3 separate regions of the Zea mays genome follow, and all the other regions are linked to region 2. A link is a contact called in public Hi-C data. All regions are on one chromosome and are shown on one strand. The core of a region is the stretch at or near the end of the contact, and the rest is flanking DNA. Distances in the headings are between cores, read along the strand shown.

Region 1 (2,700 bases), core at 146-2,645, 240 kb before region 2:
TTTAAACACGCAACAGTACGCATGCAGACAATGGATCGAACAAGAAGCAAGCAGCAAGCTTGAAACTATGCATAGTCCACGAGCTAAGCTGCCTCTGCCTACTTGCAGCTGTTCGCTTAGCCGAGCAGCTTCTTGACGGCCTGGAACCTGGCGTCCTTGTCGCCGAACTTGGTGCCCTGGTAGTAGTCGAGGTAGTCCCCGAACCTGTAGGGACCGGGGTACGCCGCGGCGCCGGCGTCCTGATCCCTGCGGGGCGCCGGCGCGACCACGGCGTCGGTGCCAGGGTTGTAGAACGTGGCCACGGACAGGCGGCGGCCCTGGTCCCCGGCCGCGACGCGGTGCAGGACGCTCCGGTAGGCGCCGGCGCTGAGGACCTCGATCTGGTCCCCGATGTTGACGAAGAGCCTGCCCCCCTTGGTGGGGCCGACGGGGACCCAGTGGGCGCCGGCCCTGAGGAACTCGAGGCCGCCCACGACGTCGTCCTGGAGGAGCAGGATGATGCCGCCGGCGTCGGTGTGCGCGCGCAGGCCCCACACCAGCTCCGGGCGCGGGCAGGACGGGTACATGGCGAACTTGGTGCCCACGAACGGCGGCGCGAAGGTGGCGGCGACGTGGGCCCCGGGGAGGCCCAGGTTGAGGCTCATGCACTCGGCCAGACGCTCCGCGAGGGACACCATCTGCGCGACGTACGCGTCCAGCGTCTCTCTGCGTGTTACATGAAGATGAAGAATGATAGCGCGTACGAAGCATGCATGGTGTGTGGGTGTGCGGCAACAACTAATTGAGGTCGAATCGACGAAGGCAGCACAGCAGTATATATACGGACCGTGTCGGCGGCGTGATCTCTGGGAAGTCGGCGACGTTGGTCTTGGGGTGGTGCTGGATGAAGTAGGTGGACTCCCAGTCCACCTCGTCGGAGGGCTTCTCATCAGTGTCACCTCTGGTGGCGGCCTCGAGGTCCATGGCGAGGGCGGAGGCGTAGAACTTGGCCTCCAGGTGCTCCTCGTAGTGGCCGTAGACGAAGCGCTTGACCTCGTCCATCAGCGGCGCGTCCACGCCGTGGTTCTCCACCTGCGATGCGGATGCGAGCGGCGCCGGCGCATCATAATGACGTACGTACGCCCGCGCGCATGCATATGGAAAGAAGTTGTCAAATATTAATTGCAAGCATTCGTTGGTGCTCTGCTTACCCAGAAGAAGCCCCAGTCCTTGCAGGCGTCGTGGAGCTCCGCCAAGGTCCGCGACCTCTCCTCGCCGCCGCCGTTGAGGCCGCCGAGATCGATCACCGGAATCTCCATCGGGCCCGTCATTAATTAGACTGCTTTGTACTTAATTTGTGCCTCCCAAGTTCTGACACTCCACTACTTAATTTGTGTTGTTCGCTGCTGCATGAGAGGAAGGTATATGGGTAGCTGGCTATTTATACTGGAATTCGCACCAAAAACACACACCTTGCATTGCAGGTGAAATGGGTGAAGCTGGATGGAGCCCACATTCCATGTGGAATTCTGCAGCAGTTGGACCGGACTGGAGTGGAGTGAGTAGCAGCAGCAACGAAACTTCGTCCCGCGGTTTCGTGTTGCTTGGTTTGGAATGGCAGGTTTCCGTTTCCCGGCCCGGGTGGACAAGACAGCGCGCCGGCCGGACGCGGCGTAGGTAGCGTCAGTCCTGGTACTCTGATAAAGCGGGTGATTATTCAATTCTGCAGACTGAAGCATCGAATCTGCCGATGTGATCTAGCACAAAGGGCAGCACAGAGGGAGATCCAAATCCAATGGGCGGCCAGGCACGGTGTGGTGTGGATGCTGGCGTGTGGACCCAGTGCATGTGCGGCGACGAGCCGACGACGACGATGCCAAGCAGACGAAGACGACGGGGCTCTGAATCGGGTGCATGCTACGGCACGGGCGGCGGAGCCTGACGCGCCGCTGCTCCATCCTGCGGGGGTGTTGCGTTGCGCTGTTATGAATGCCGTTGCTTGGTAGTACGGAGTAGTGCCGTTGCTATGCCTGGATCGGCACGGAAAATCCCTCCTATCCTAGTATATAGGTACTAGGCAGTACCAGCAGAGATAGACGACGGACATGGAAAGCGATCGATTTGGGCCAACTGGACCGGTTGCTGTCTGGCACCTTCACTTGCACGCAGGTACGGTGTGGTTGTTTTGGTCGAGCCTACGCGCCCACGGGTTAGCGGAAAACAGCGACACAGCCACAACATCATAACTTTACCCATTTCGTGTCAAAATTTCTCATCTACACCGTAAAAAACCGCTATTATGTTTTTTTATGCAGAGGATTGGATGTCACTCGTGACAATATAACATTGAGGTGTTGTTTTTCTTTCTTTCAACATGAAGTACCGGAACGGTAACGCAACTTGCTAACGGTTTCCAGAGGAACTAAAACCACTATGTTTGTTCGGCTACGGACACCGGGACACATAAGACCTAGTTTGGGTACTCTAGTATTGACCTCAATCCACTTGTATTGAGGTGGATTGGGATGTAACTTAAACTAATTTACACCCCAATCCACATCAATACATGTGGATTGAGGTCAATACTAGAGTACCCAAACAAAGCCTAAGGGAACCAATTACGCTAGTAGGGGAGGGGAGGAAGTGTTCTACGAGATCGGGTCGATTTACGCTGCAACTGATTATGGACCCATCCATCCAAACATGAAATAGTGTGATGTT
Region 2 (2,892 bases), core at 118-2,617:
GAGTGTGGAGGCTTTCTTGCAAAGTATTGGGCTGCTGGCCCTGGTCTAAGCCCTTTGACTATGGTCTCGATGACAATGTCGTCCTGGACTGCTTGTGTCTGGGCTCAAAGACAAAGAAATCTTCGGACGAATGATTAGTGGTACTCATCTGGGTCCTGGGTACACTAAAACAGGCTTGTGCAGTAATTGGCTTTGACTGAAAGCCTTGGAAGCTGGTGAGGAGCATCTCCTTCAACTTTTGTCATGAAGTATGAACTTCGGCTCTACCACGAGATAAATCCTTGTGCCTTGTCTCTTTTACATTTTGAATTATATTACTTGCTTTCCATTAGATATACTTGGTTGTGCATATTTACGAGTGCAGATACTTAGTGGACTTGACACTAGACAATACCAAGTCCATACTTAAGTGTTGCTTGCAGGCACAACTGGTTTTGAGCATTCAACTTCGCGCGGCAGTGCCACCCACCAAGCGGTAGTGCCGGGCACGTTCCCGACAACATGTTTGAGTTTCACTTAAACATACATATTCCGCTGTGTCCCTACTATTTAGTGTACTTTACTCATTTCAGTTCATACCATTTAGGGTTTGGTATCATATACATAATTTGTTATCCTAGATTATTGTTACTATTTTTGTTAAAGTTTTAGAATGAGCATCATATTCAAAGAAACGAGTGCTTACCTATTATAGTTATTACTCACTATTGCTTACCTGTTATAGTTGTTACTTAGTAAGTTTCAAGTCAATATGACCAAGTTAGCATGTGCGCTAGTGCCCTGCAATTGTCTGGCAGTCCCGGGTGTCAAAGCGGCACTGCCGCTTGTAGTTCTGATCATTTTTGGAGCTCAGTTTTTATAGGTAGCCTATTCATCCCCTCTAGGCGAGATCAGATCCTTACAATAATATCGTTAATCTTCACAAATATCCTTGCAGACATACTAGATATTAACTCTGAGGCCAAAAACCTCCATGTGGCTACAAAGAGACTATTTTATGTGAATATCCTAAAGCATTCATTAGTAACACACTAGTATTCATCAATCACTAAAACAAATATTGTAGAGCCACTATAGGAGAGCCAGTGAAGCCTTCTAACACTAGGTCCACTTACTCCTCTTCTACATTTTGGCCCGAGGGAACAAATGTATCTTTTTTCTTTGAAATCGAGGGAACAACTATGAGGCCTAAACTTTGCATCAAATCTAGGACTAGGGAGTAGTAAGCCCAGGGAAAGGAGGAATGATTGGCCATATGGGCCTCCAAGTGAATGATAGGCTGTCAGTTTTGGCTTCCCCTCCGCCACTCTCGAGAGGGCCACACACAAAAACCCCAATGCGAGCGCCCCTGGCTTGTCGGCGTCGCCTCCTTCAGCCAAAACCCTAGCTTGCATACGCGCCCGAACAAAGCTTCGTCTGCGAGGGGCGTCCTCCTGCCGCCAGAAGCTTTCAGGAGCATCAGCGATGGTGTGGTTCCAATGCGAGGACTGTGGCGAGAACCTCAAGAAGCCCAAACTTGCCGGCCACTTCCGCTCCTGCTCCGCGTACAAGGTTGGCGCGGCGACCGACTCTCTTGACATGTCCCCGTTCCTTTCTGGATCGATCTTTGGCGCCGTGGTGGTTAATTGATGTTTTTGTTGCGCGGACGCAGCTGTCATGCATCGATTGCGGCGAGTTATTCAGCCACGACACCGTGCAGGGGCACACCCAGTGCATCTCCGAGGCCGTGAGTTCCTCCGCACCTCTCTCTGAGTTCCTTGCTCAATCCTCACTGTGGTGTGAAATTTACTGTTCGTCTCTGCAATTTCAATGAACCGATATGCATCTGACGTTTTTTTGTTGAAATGTTGAGCATGCGGCTTGCCTATGAACTGCTGCTGCTTTGGATTGTGGGTGTTTTTTTTTGTTTCTCCCCTGTTGCTACTTTAGTGTGGCTAGGCAATGTTGCTTCGCTACTGTTTGAAATGCATGCCTGTTCATTTTTGTTGATATTTCCTCTGTCTTGAAATATTTGGGATCCAAGTTTGCCCTAAGTTGACCATGTTTATAGAGAAGTGTATTGACATATATAATATCTCATAATATATCCAATGATGCTAATTTGATGTCGTAAATATTAATTTTCTTTTCTGTAAGTCTGTTCAAACTTAGCATCGTTTGACTTAGGATAAACTTGACACTCTTACGGTCATTTCTTGCAATTGTTGGTAAGCTATATCTAGAAGTTAGAATCTGCAGGTTGATTTGTTCCTTTTCATATTAGGATTGGTAGTTTCAGTAGAAGGTTTATAACCATGAAGGCTTATGTTAGAATATGTGGCTATTGTTATATGTGCAAATTATAGTATTCAATCCAGTGCTCATTTGTACTGTATTTGTTTTCATTCAGGAGAAGTACGGTCCTAAGGGACAGACCAAACCATCCAATGGTGCACAGGGTAAGGCAGATAAGCCAAAGCCAAATGCAGATGTCGATATCAATGTTGGGCTGTCGACACGGCCTCCTTGGTTCTGTAGGTGTGCCAGTTTGATCCCTTACCCTTAGTATATACACAATAATCTTTGCAGGTGGTTATGCAGTAATAGTGCCGATGCCATAGTTCTAAACCATATTTACTTATAACCAAGTAACCATAGCGGTATTGGTTGTGATCAATGTTTATTTATTTCTACGCTTCTCAAAATTTCCGTTGATATAAATCATGCTTGGGACTGTTTTGTTTTTTTGGGTTAATACTCACATGGAATGCCAGTACATATATATACATGACTAGACATGGTAATATAATTTATGAGGTTGCAGTTATCTTTGTAGTTGCGAATGTCTGTGAGTAAGTTCAATTGTTTAGCTTTCCTTTTCCATTTAGAAAAGCTTGCTTGGAACTATTAAAA
Region 3 (2,903 bases), core at 400-2,899, 160 kb before region 2:
TTGGAAATCCAGTTGGATCTCTGGGATGGCACCTCGTCACATTGCACCATCTCTTTTCAGAAAAACGAGACATAAGAATATCACGGTCAATAGGGGACTAGAGGATAATAGATGGATATCCAATATCTGGCCGATTCAGGAAGGTACTGAAATTCAAGAATTGATGGCACTGTGGGAAGCCATCAGTGACGTTGTAAGGGACGTTGAAAATGAAGATCAAATATTATGGCGCTGGACTGCCAATGGCGAATACTCTACCCGTAGCGCCTACCAAGCTCAGTTCAATGGAAGCATGTCTAGAATCAAAATTGAAGCAATATGGAAGGCAAAAGCGGAGCCTAAATGCCGTTTTTTCGCGTGGACGCTCCTACATGAAAAGATCCTCACAGCTAACAATTTGCAGAAGAGGGGATGGGATCACAACCCTATTTGTCCTCTTTGTCACATAGATCCGGAAACCCCGAGTCACCTGTGCAAAGATTGTAGTTACTCAAAAAGCATTTGGCGGACTTTGTTACATTGGACCAATCTCAACTCTTTAGCAAACCTAAACTATGATGGCCAGTTGCATACTTGGTGGAGAAGATGTAGACTCAGAATTGATAAGCCAAGACGAAGGTTATTTGACGGGCTAGTAGTCTATTTTTGGTGGAATATTTGGAAAGAAAGAAATAGGCGAATTTTTTAAAATTCCGGGAATGATCAACTTGTCGTCGCCCATCAAATCAAGGAGGATGTCTTACAATACAGTGCGGCTTTCTCTTTCTTTTGATCAGAGAGTTCTCTAGCGGTGGTTCTTTCTTCTTTTTTTTTCTCTTCTTTTCGCTCTCTTCTTTTTTCTTGAATTGGCTGTAGTTGGTACCTTGCTGGCCAGTAGTCCCTGTATTTGGTTTTTTCTCCTTCTATTAATATATTCGGCAATCCTCTTGCCGTCCTTTCGAAAAAAAATATCTTACGCGCTAAACATATCTATTTCCGTTTGACGTCGATGGCACAAGATAAATAAACCAATCTATTTCCGTTTTCTACCATCCACAAATTAACCACGACATGCCAGGCCATCCAATTCCAACCCCAGCATTTTTTAGATAACGGAACAAAGTTCCAGCCACCAACCCCAGCACTTATACAAGACAAATGAAATATCTTTGCAAGAAGCACCAGGACCAACCTGATGTGATCTAATCGCACAATCATTGGGTAAAACTACCACAAGCGCAAATCATTTGTGATTGTGACAACATCTAGCGTCTATGCACTTAGTGTCAGCTGCGCAATATTCGTGGTCCATAATCTACAAAGTGAAGCCGAGGAACATTAGGGATCTGGTCCAACAGCACCAAATCCCATCAAATGTAACTGCAGCAAGCGCAAGAACTGGCATAAGAGGTCGAAGACAGGGTGTAGAGGGGAGAAATCGGTCGAGGGGGACTTATTTTCCTCTCACCTCCGATGAAGACGTTCGTCGCGAGGAGGAAGGGGAAGATGCGGCGCATGAAGACCCCCTTCGCCGCCGAAGGCGCTTGCGGGGGCGCGGCGGTATCGGGCTTCGCGCCGGCGGCCATCGCGTCGGGATGGTACGGGAAGATCGAGGACGACCGCGCGGACGTTTGGGACGGCGGCGGCAAGACGACTGCGTCACTATCGCTACTCACTCCGTTTAGAAGCAAGGACAGTTCAACAGGTCCTGTTTGGGAGTTTTTTTAATCCTACTCGTGATAATACACAGTTTAAAATACGGTTTTTTAAGTGGTGTCCTTAGTTTTGCTGTTGTTCGTTTTTTTTTTGTCAGTTTTATCCTTCCAATGCTATAAATCAGAAGAACAAAGCTGAGCAAAAAATACTATAGTTGTAATACCTAAAATTCTAGATGAATAGAGATATTAAATATAGCTGATGTATGTGTTCTCTTATTTATTCACCATATAAATCCCCATGCTTAAGTGATCAACATAATTACCAAATAATAAACAAAACAAGTTTATGCATCTCAAGCTGGATTCTTGTTGTGTAGCATTTGATTTGAAAATTAGGGTTCACTTTATATTAGAATTTGAGATCAGATCTCTACTAGAATAAAAAGAAAACAAAAAAAACTTCACCGCCGGTCCAACCTTGCGGCACCCATGCTGGCCAGGGGCGGACCCACAGAGGGGTCCAGGTGGGCCGCGGCACACCCTAAGCCGGAGTCGGCCCACCAATACCCGCTTCAGCCTTCACACTAACGAGCCCGAGCACGACCAGCATTCTCATCTCTAGCCGCCGTCCGTCAGGACGTTGTGCCCAGACCTAGCGCCGCCAGGACGCCGCGCGCGCGCCTAGCCCCAGCGCTGACCAGCTGCTGCGCGCCCGCCCAATGCTGCCCTGCTGCAGCATGCCTGACAGCTATCATGGCGTGCGCCACTTGCTATGTTGATTCTTTTGAAGTCCAAGAGAGAAACATATCGTGTGCTTACCGAGCAGGTATAGTGTACCACGTTTGAGAGCACACGGACTGATATAAGGAAGCAAATTCACCTATTAGCTGCTATTAAAATTGTAGCTTATAATTCCTGTTGGAGCTGCTGCCTACTGGTTGGTATGCTAGATGGTGAAAAATGATTTTACTATGAAATTATGTATATATTATATAGAATTGTATTTTTTTTCGTACGGCACACCCTATATAAAAAACCTAGGTCCGCCACTGATGCTGGCGCGGCCCACACCGCCTCCATTTTTTGTTTTCTGTGTTCTTTTAAAGGGTGTTTGGTTTTTAGAGACTAATGTTTAGTTCCTTCATTTTATTCAATTTAGTCTATAAATTGTCAAATATAGAAACTAAAATAGTTTTAGTTTCTATATTTAGCAATCTTAGAACTAAAATAAAATAAAATATAGGAACTAAAAATTAGTCCCTAGAA

Evidence for each region. A called contact is a pair of places that touch in the nucleus more often than the background predicts.
Region 1: a Hi-C map of leaf shows a contact between it and region 2, with 2.5 times the contacts expected there. The contact joins the promoter of LOC100283053 here to the promoter of LOC100194397 in region 2. A contact is called at or near these places in 3 of 25 Hi-C or Micro-C datasets (ear, endosperm and leaf).
Region 3: a contact with region 2 is called in a Hi-C map of ear, with 3 times the contacts expected there. The contact joins the promoter of LOC100276707 here to the promoter of LOC100194397 in region 2. A contact is called at or near these places in 3 of 25 Hi-C or Micro-C datasets (ear, leaf and tassel).

What each region holds. Positions count from the first base shown.
Region 1 is chr8:142,564,782-142,567,481 of Zm-B73-REFERENCE-NAM-5.0, reverse strand. It overlaps LOC100283053 (1-aminocyclopropane-1-carboxylate oxidase 1), which reads right to left and starts at 1,395. Exons shown (of 3, transcript NM_001155955.2): 1 at 1,191-1,395; 2 at 827-1,071; 3 at 1-705. The coding sequence starts at 1,310. The coding sequence ends at 117.
Region 2 is chr8:142,324,385-142,327,276 of Zm-B73-REFERENCE-NAM-5.0, reverse strand. It overlaps LOC100194397 (RNA-binding protein), which reads left to right and starts at 1,367. Exons shown (of 6, transcript NM_001139427.1): 1 at 1,367-1,551; 2 at 1,652-1,726; 3 at 2,390-2,517. The coding sequence starts at 1,465.
Region 3 is chr8:142,487,227-142,490,129 of Zm-B73-REFERENCE-NAM-5.0, reverse strand. LOC100276707 reads right to left here and starts at 1,649. Exons shown (of 2, transcript NM_001150431.1): 1 at 1,448-1,649. The coding sequence starts at 1,565.